Linked DNA regions of Mus musculus: region 2 is linked to region 1. The links are chromatin contacts, called in public Hi-C maps. All regions are on one chromosome and are shown on one strand. Each heading gives the region's core, a stretch centred on a gene start, on an enhancer-like site or on the middle of the called end of the contact. The rest is flanking DNA. Distances are from core to core; before and after follow the strand shown. Region 1 holds the start of Efcab10 (EF-hand calcium binding domain 10). Region 2 overlaps Hdac9 (histone deacetylase 9).

The links. Hi-C and Micro-C count contacts between places; a contact is called where the count stands out from the background.
Region 2: a contact with region 1 is called in a Hi-C map of cortical neurons. The contact joins the enhancer-like site here to the promoter of Efcab10 in region 1. A contact is called at or near these places in 7 of 39 promoter capture datasets (the 3T3-L1 cell line, the C10 cell line, frontonasal cranial neural crest and 4 more), 3 of 15 datasets of contacts at CTCF or cohesin (large pre-B cells, pro-B cells and stem cell-derived epiblast-like cells), 67 of 484 Hi-C or Micro-C datasets (the AML12 cell line, B cells, the Ba/F3 cell line and 40 more), 2 of 115 datasets of contacts at active chromatin or transcription factors (astrocytes and fibro-adipogenic progenitors) and 3 of 9 other capture datasets (adipose tissue, embryonic stem cells and liver).

Annotation. Positions count from the first base shown.
Region 1 is chr12:33,392,454-33,396,427 of GRCm38.p6, reverse strand. Efcab10 (EF-hand calcium binding domain 10) reads right to left here and starts at 1,574. Exons shown (of 4, transcript NM_029152.1): 1 at 1,230-1,574. The coding sequence starts at 1,338. Atxn7l1os2 (ataxin 7-like 1, opposite strand 2) reads left to right here and starts at 1,668. Exons shown (of 4, transcript NR_131031.1): 1 at 1,668-1,731.
Region 2 is chr12:34,656,764-34,661,127 of GRCm38.p6, reverse strand. The region is part of intron 3 of Hdac9 (histone deacetylase 9); the gene reads left to right. Among named protein-coding and RNA genes, the nearest start is that of Gm46347, 130 kb to the left of the region's middle. Within about 2 kb of position 2,342, at least 19 of the 459 cell types and tissues checked have an H3K27ac peak or open chromatin away from gene starts, as enhancers often do. A contact at or near this core is called in cortical neurons and hippocampal neurons, where this site is marked.

The DNA of each region.
Region 1 (3,974 bases), core at 325-2,824:
CCAGCAACCACATGGTGGCTCACAACCATCTGTAACAAGATCTGACTCCCTCTTCTGGAGTGTCTCAAGACAGCTACAGTGTACTTACATATAATAAATAAATAAATACATCTTTTTAAAAAAATGTAATGGTTAGCAGTTAAGAGCAAGGATCTGATTCAGGTCCCAGCACTCATATTGTGCCTCAGACCATGGGCAGCTCTAGTTCAGGGGATGTGACACTTATCTTCTAACCGCTTCAGGGACCAGGCACACAGGCATGCAGGCACGCCCATGATACACAGCCAGATATGCAGGCAAAACACCTATACACGTTTAAATGAATACATTTTAAAAAATACAATAAAATATTTCAAAATATTTTTCTCATCCCCTAAGTGGTTATACTGTTTTTCGGGTTTTGTTGTTGTTGTTGTTGTTATTGTTGTTTGGTTTGGTTTTTTGTTTGTTTTGTTTTTCTGCGTTGGAATGGTATTTCTGCTTCCTTTCCAGAGAAGTAAATGAACATTTTGTAATTTTGGAGACTTATCATGAAGGCCGGCAGGCTCAATTCACCCTGGGAGGATGCAATCTTGTCATCATCTCAAATGTAACGTCTTACCATGCACCAATAACAATTATGGAATAACCCAAACTTTGAAGGAGTCTAATCTATAAAAATGCCAGGAAAAAACCCTAGCTCCCCAGGAGGATCCTGGCAGCTCACACTAACCATTGTTTATCTCCCTTAATAAATCAGAGACTCCTTAGAATTGAATTGAAAAGATCTATTGCTTGCCTGGCCAAGGCTGATATAGCTATAATTTATGTGAACCCCCCTCCCGCCCCCCGTCCCCGGTGTTCGCTCTGTCCCCATTAGATCTGTACTATTATCTCCATTTTCCCATGGAAGAGACAGACATTCAGCCTTGCTTCAAGCACTCATAACTATAAGGGGTGGACCTGGAGCTAGGCAGTCCCCAGACTCTGCCACTCGCAGACTCTGCCAGCCTCCCTACCATTCCTTGCGGCACCAAGAGGACATTTATCACGTTTGACTCAGAGCTGGGGATATGCGTGGAGGGTGAGGGGCTCATAGAGCCTTCGAACTCCGGCAGGGCTCCTCCACTCGTGGGGAAGCAGGGAATGGAGCGAGTGAAGAGGGCTGGCTATAGGGAGGGAAGCGGCGTGCTGGTGACCCTTTGATGGGGGAGAGAGAGTCAGAAAGCCAATGGAGACAAGACCCTTACTTGGTCGGGCAAAGAGGAGGAAGCTAGTAAGTTGATTCAGCAATTCCATGATCCGATGTCTTTCTAAATACAGCTTGGCCTGAAGCTCCCGGTCAGCCACAGGCTCCATGTTTCCTAGCTGAGCCGTTGCTAGGCGACCAGGCAGCCTCCAGGGGGCCCAACTCCGCCCCTTTCGTGCTCATTCACGTGAAACACCTCACCTTCCCCAGCCCCACTCCTCTTCCCTCCCAGGTACCAGGACAACCCCCTTCCACACCCCTGAGGAAGAAGCAGGGGTGTGGCGGGCAGTCTGTGACACCAGCTTGTGATGCAGTTGCCAACACAGAGGCTGAGCTTGTTTGGTCCGGGTTCCTGCTTCCTGTACTTGTTTGTTCCAGAATGAGGTTTTAATGATGGGAACCTAGGATTTATCAATGAGAAAAGAACGTTAGCAGTTCTAAGAATCCTAAATAGCATTTTCTGGGTGAGCAGCCCTCAGGGTTGCCCTGGCAGGAGGTCTCAGGTATGGATATTGAGCTTGGGTGTTTTCTGCTGAACTACACTCGGTAATGATTCTCCACTTTCAACTCTTTTAACACATTTCCTGTGCAACCCTGTATAAAATAGATATATAATTTAAAGAAAGTTCTTTGAAGTCAGGTGCAATGATGCATGCCTGTCTATAGTACCAGCACTTGGGGGTGGAAGATTAAGGGTTCAATGGCATCCTTGGCTACAAACAGAAGTGAAGAACATCCTGGGATATATAGCCCTGTCTCAGAAAACCAAAACAAACTAAATCAAAGCAAAACGTTTTGCTTTGTAAACATCATTAACAATAAAAGCAAATTTGTGTACCAATGTGCACGTAGGTGCTTGCTTATTTTAAGGAATTAAACGCCAGCTGAATACTTGATACTGCAAAGCACAGAGCATCTTCAACGTTTTTTCAAAGTTGGCTGGTATTTTGAGTTTATAATTGTCAAGGCCAAAAACGCTACATAACAGAAATACATAATACAAATTGGCTGATGTATATTTAGGGACAGGCCAGTAATTCTTGGAAATTATCTTTTCCCCAAGTCAAAAACATACTTTAATGATTTTATTTTATTCTTCTTATGCCATTCACGGCAACAAACCAAACATCTGCGACTAGGTCATAGCTCAATGGTATAGCACTTGACTAGAATATCCAGACTGGAGGTTAGATCTCCCGCTTTGCCATAACAATACTCCCAAAATCTAAATGAACAAGAAAAAAAAGACCCTATTTAAAATGGCCAGAGGGGCATAGATGAGTTCAGTGTGAGGGAGGCTCTAGATTTAATCCCGGCAACCTCAAACAAAACATTAACTCATAAATTATAGCAGGATATAAATATGAACACCTGTAATCCCAGGATGAGGAGGGAGGGCAGAGGCAGTTCAGTAAAATAAATTAATGAACAAATTAATCCTTTGAATACAGTCTAATACACAGATTTCATGCATGCTGATGAATGACAGTGGGAAAATATTAAAAGTATTTGTTTTCTGTAATTAAGCCATTATATGTCTATACAAGAAAAATTTGCATATACAGCAAAAACAGTGCAGTTCGTTACATGCAATAGGCTCAAGGCTGGGCTTAGACAGTAAGTGTCTTTAAGACTACCTGGTGGCCCTCTTCACCTGACATTTCCTTAGGCCCAACCAGGCTATTGCGCCCCTTCCTGCCCTCCTTTCCTGTCTTTCCTTAGAACTACCTGTAATCGCACAGCTCCTCTAGACCCTCTTGGCTTTGGCAACCCCATTCCCCACCCCTTTCCTCTGGAACACACACACATGAGGTTGGGGTGGGGAGGGGAAGGGGGAGAGGGGGAGAGGGAGGGGGAGGAGGAGGAGGGAGAGAGAGAGAGAGAGAGAGAGAGAGAGAGAGAGAGAGAGAACTCAGTTTTTATCTTTACCTTCTGGTATCTACAAAAGTCCTGGTATCAGTCTCTCCTCCAGCTTAGCCAGGCTGAGCCCCAGAGCCCTGTAGAGTGCGGTGCTAACCCACTGAATGGCTTGGTCCTCTTCTAGTCCTCCCTGAGTCCTGGGAACGCAGGGGACTACAAGCCATGTGGGTCTCCTCATTCTCATGGATCATCAGCTGACTCAATGCTCAAGGTCAATAGGAGCAGAAACACTGAGCAGGGGGTTGAGAAGCCCTGTGAGCACGACAGTGAATGCCCACACAGGGACTGCTGGTCAGTAGACAGATCAACTTTGCTTATGGTGAATGAAGGCTTATAAGGTTTTTGGGGACTGAGGGTAAGGGCATCCAGGATGGGCAAAGGTCACGGGCTGGGGACTTAGGGTACCTGGCATACCTCATTAGCATGGGGAAGCATTTCAAGAATCTCAGGGGCTAACTGAACAGGTTTTGTTCAGAGAAAGGAAATTGATAAACTAGGAACAAATAGAGACTGTGTGACAGTCCTCAAGTAGAGATGATTTTGGGGGCTTAGAATTCCCGGGACAAGGCAAGAGAAGGAGGAACCCTGTTAACATGGGTAGTCCTCCACTACATGCCAGGCCCCAAAAGGTTATCTAGTCAACGGTAGATTTCTACCTAATTAGCAGTTTTCCCCCAAGGCTGTAGGTGACATTTTCCTTCCCTTCTCCCATCCATAAAAACCATATTTTCATATCCTTGTTCCCTTTGGGATGCCTCTTCGGAGATGCCCAGCCTCTTCACCTGGCATCTGATCAGAAGGGCCATAACTTTATTCACTTTTGCAA
Region 2 (4,364 bases), core at 1,093-3,592, 1.3 Mb before region 1:
GAACCATCATGTGTGTGAGTATGAATCTTAGAATGCAAATAAAATGCTCCCTATATAGCAGGCCTGGCTATTGTCTCTGAGCAGAAGCTATAGTATAGACACAGGATAATGCTCATTCAGTGGGTTTCCCCCTTCCTGTCACATTACCACTCTGCATTTTGCTTTTATGGCAAATTGGATTTATAAATGTCTGCAATTATAAAACATATCTTTAATTCAGTGACTTCAGGGTGATTTCTGTCTTCTCTTTTCATTTCATTGAATCTTATATCAAGTTAAAGCTGACTTGAGAAGCAGGCTTGGGCAAAGTGCAATTTTGCATAATTGGATTCTATGGGAAAGATGAATCTAGAAACCAAGTGTGCAGCACGTTCCCTGCATTCTTGTTAAGTAACCTTTAGCAGCTCTCGGTGGAAATGCCTCAGTGGTTTTTCTCCATCTTCAGCTGGGCAGCTACAGGTCTCCATCTCTATTAACCCCTGGCTTTCCTTTTGGTGTCTGTCTTTCTGAGTGTCTTGTTCTCCTCCTGCCTTTCTGCCTTATGTTAAGCTACTTTGCAACATAATAAGTTAATGGTGTTTAGAATTACTTTGGAGATAAGGAGATGACTTTTTATGCATGTGTTCAGAAATGGGTGTTTTGAGTATGTTTCATTGTGGCAGGGGTGGGGGGAGGAGGGGAGGGGCTGGGGAGGTTTCCTTCCAAAGCAAAAAAGGGAAAAATGTAAGTTTCCCAGAAGTAAAGGTCAAGAGACATGGAACAACTATTTTATTATTTGCTTTCAAAACAGAGAGAGTATGATTTATGTCAGCTAGAAGCTTATGTCATAGTTGTGCAGGTGCTGCTGTGGAGTGTGACCCCCCTCTAATCCCCATAACGACACCGGGCATTGACCACATTAGCTTTGTAGTTACCGACGACTGCCTTCCCCGGGGCCTTCTGGTTTCTAAATCCAGCCACCTGGCTAGCAGGCCAGCCAGTGCTTGATGCAAGAACATTGTTTTCTCAGTATAGCCTGAAATTCATTTTGTGTATTTTGTGTACATGGCTTTTATGTGACTGTTTATGATGATACCTCTGTGGTTCCATTGGAAGTCACCAGGCATATTGTCTTCCTCCTTCCTTTGTTAAGAGATACATCATCACAATTACTAAAAGTGATGATGGTTTATATATATATATATATATATACACACACACACACACACACACACACACATATATATATATATATGCGACATGTAGGTTCCTTCATATCTAATGAGGTCCTTGATATTTGAGGAATAAATCTATATGTTTATACAATTTATCTTCATGATCTTAAGAAGGATGTTAGTATTTTGGTAGTTTTTATGAGTCTTTTGACTGCATGCACAAAGATTTATTTAGTTTTGTTTTATATGTATGAGTGTTTTGACTATGTGTGTATAAATGCACTTTGTGATACCTGGCACCCATGGAGGTCAGAAGAGTGCGCTAGATCTTCACAACAGATGCTTCTGAGCCACCACATGGAAACTGGGAAACAAACCCCGGGTCCTCTCGAATAGCAACGACTGCTGTTAACTACAGATCCACCATTTTTGTTGTTTCTATGTCTTGGTGTTTTCTCCTAAAAGCTAATGAGATTAGATATTTTCTAATTATCACAAAATTACTTTATATTTTATTCCAATTTGCAGCATTTCCAAGGTCCATGGAGATTCTAATAATTTTGTGTGTTATGGACTATAGAGACATGATCTAAATATTAACTTCATTTAAAATATTATTAATGATATTTATAGTTTGCTAGGCAGGGTATTTACCTATTTGTTAGCATATTAAGTTAATGTAAAAAAACGCCAAGAAATAAGACTCTGAAGCTAAACTAAATTTGGATCTCGGCTCTATCACATCCCAGTTCTGTGATCCCGAATTAACCTGTTTGTGACTCATTGGCACCAAAAGCAGCTGGTGGTGACAGTATCACTGTCATAGATGTGATAATTGAATTATTATTTGTGAAGCCCTACATATATATTTGTCATCGTTTAACTTTTCCAAGCAGAGGCTCTTCATTCACAAGTTGACTTTGTCCCACAAGAACAAAACTGAGAAATCATCAGCTCTGACTTAACTTCTTTCATTTGGAACAGATACTGCGTAACCAGGAATTGACAAGCCACAGAAACCAGCCCTTGTCTGAGATGGCATGCAGGACAGAGTAGAAATGGGTTCCATAATGGAAGAAGAGGGAAGTTCAAGATAAGTTATATTTTTCTCACAATAGCTTTGGGCACCCTTCACATTTCAGTTAGGTGGTGACAACATAATTAGACAGTAAAATATCCTGTCTCTAGCTATCCTTTGTGTGCCTGCAAGTCATCTGTGAGGAGTCTCAGCTTGCAAAGGCTGCCTCTGGCTATGTGTTTAGTGTGATTTTTTCTGTAAAATATGCATGAATAAACAAGGCTTCCGACAGAAATAATTAATATTTATCACTTAGTGAAAGCTGCAGCAAATATAAATTTTCGAGATGACACAAGACAGAAGACCTAAGACAAGGCGCTGTGTGCTCAGAGCATCGGGGCTGCCGCTGATTTACAGACCTGTTTCTTTTTAAGATGTGAGAGAAAGAAGTACAAGAATCACAGTGAAGACTTTTGCCACACAGTCCCCAATCCCCTCTGTAGTTCATGGATTGTGAGTATTTGCCAAGGATTCCCCTCTGGAGGGCAGTGCAGTACTACAATTGTTGGAGCAGCCGCTATCTCAAACCTCCCAGAAATTCACTTTAAAAGATTCTTGGCTTTGTAAGATGTAAGTCGCCCCTGCCTTAAATATTCAAATGGGAACATGGTGGTCAAAGTCAAGGCTCTCACTGCATGCGTTGATGTGCTGGGTTGGAGAGGTGGACTTCAGAACACTGCTCAGGGAATGTATTAGTGTAGCTGAATGGCGAAGCTGGAAGACAGGTCTTAGCCTGCTTCGTCTAGTCGCTTTGAAATTTCAACCTCACAATCTGGGATCTGGATCTGTGTTTCAGTATTGGCTTTTCTCAAAAAGACCCATCTGCATGATTTAGGGTCTTGTAATATCTGGTCACCCCTGTAGCCAGCAAAATATTTTCCTGTATCTTAACAGATCAGGAAAATGCTTTGAGAAATATTCCAGCTCTGTGAGCAAATATCCTGATAGTTACCGGATTTCTCATAAAATTTAAAGTTTCTTTCATAACTCTACTGACCTTCACGTGCTATTGAATTACAAACCCAAGCCCCCTTATGTAATCAAACTGAAGGAATCCTGTTTAATTAGCAATATATGACCCTCTGGAAGTATAAACACATAAAAGTTATTTTCCTTGATGTCATCCTACAAAATGCCTTTATACAATTGTAAGCCCTGAAACATTGATGTCTTAGGAGTTAAGCAACAGTAGGCTTCCCCCTGTTCCAGACCCCCCAAGGCAGAGAGATTTCAGCCAACCATATAAAGGGTAACTTCAAATCTCTCAGCTCTCAGAGTGTCACAACAGTTGAGGTTATGAAAGACCTTCTTTTATTGGTAAGCAAAACAAAAGCTGTGCTTTTCAGCTGTAAATCATGACGTAGTCTTATTATACCTAAAAGAATTAAAGAATGTTAAGTCAATGACCCTTTTTCCTCATCTGTGCCCCTGAGGATAGTTATTAACGTCCATTCTTGCTTCAGAGTGATCCTGAACCTGTTCTCACAGCCTTCTTATTCTCTAAGAGCAAATGGACTCTTTATGAGGTAGTTGACGGAGATTGAAGACATTATGTGATGCATCTTGGGTATCAACTGCATATAATGGAGACAACACAACAGAAGTACTGGCCAGTTTTCCTACATGATCAACACACATGGGTTAGAGAGTTCTGAAACCCTTCTCTTCTTCAGGAAAACCTTGTACTTTTGTGCTTGATAGGAAAGGGGCAGGCACTGTGAACTCAGGCATTTGCTTTCCACCATCCTGCATGGTACTTAGGGCAGACTTCTGGAGTCAAGCACAATACAGGCCTCCTCCTCCTCCTCCTCCTCCTCCTCCTCCTCCTCCTCCTCCTCCTCCTCCTCCTCCTCCTCCTCCTCCTCCCCCCCTCCTCCTCCTCCTACCCCTCCTCCTCCTTCCTTTTTCTTCCTTCCTCTTTCTTTCTTTCTTTCTTTTTCTTTTTTTGTGTTATCTTCCAATTCCAGATAGCAGATCACTTTGCATTCTTGTCTTCTGATGTTAGTATATGTGCAAGCTAAATCAAGAATGGCTTCAAATTAAATTTCACATTTGCACTTGGCAAAGCCTGGGTTGTATATTTTCAGATGATAAAAAAAAACCATAAAGAAAAAAATACTTTAAATTTTTGC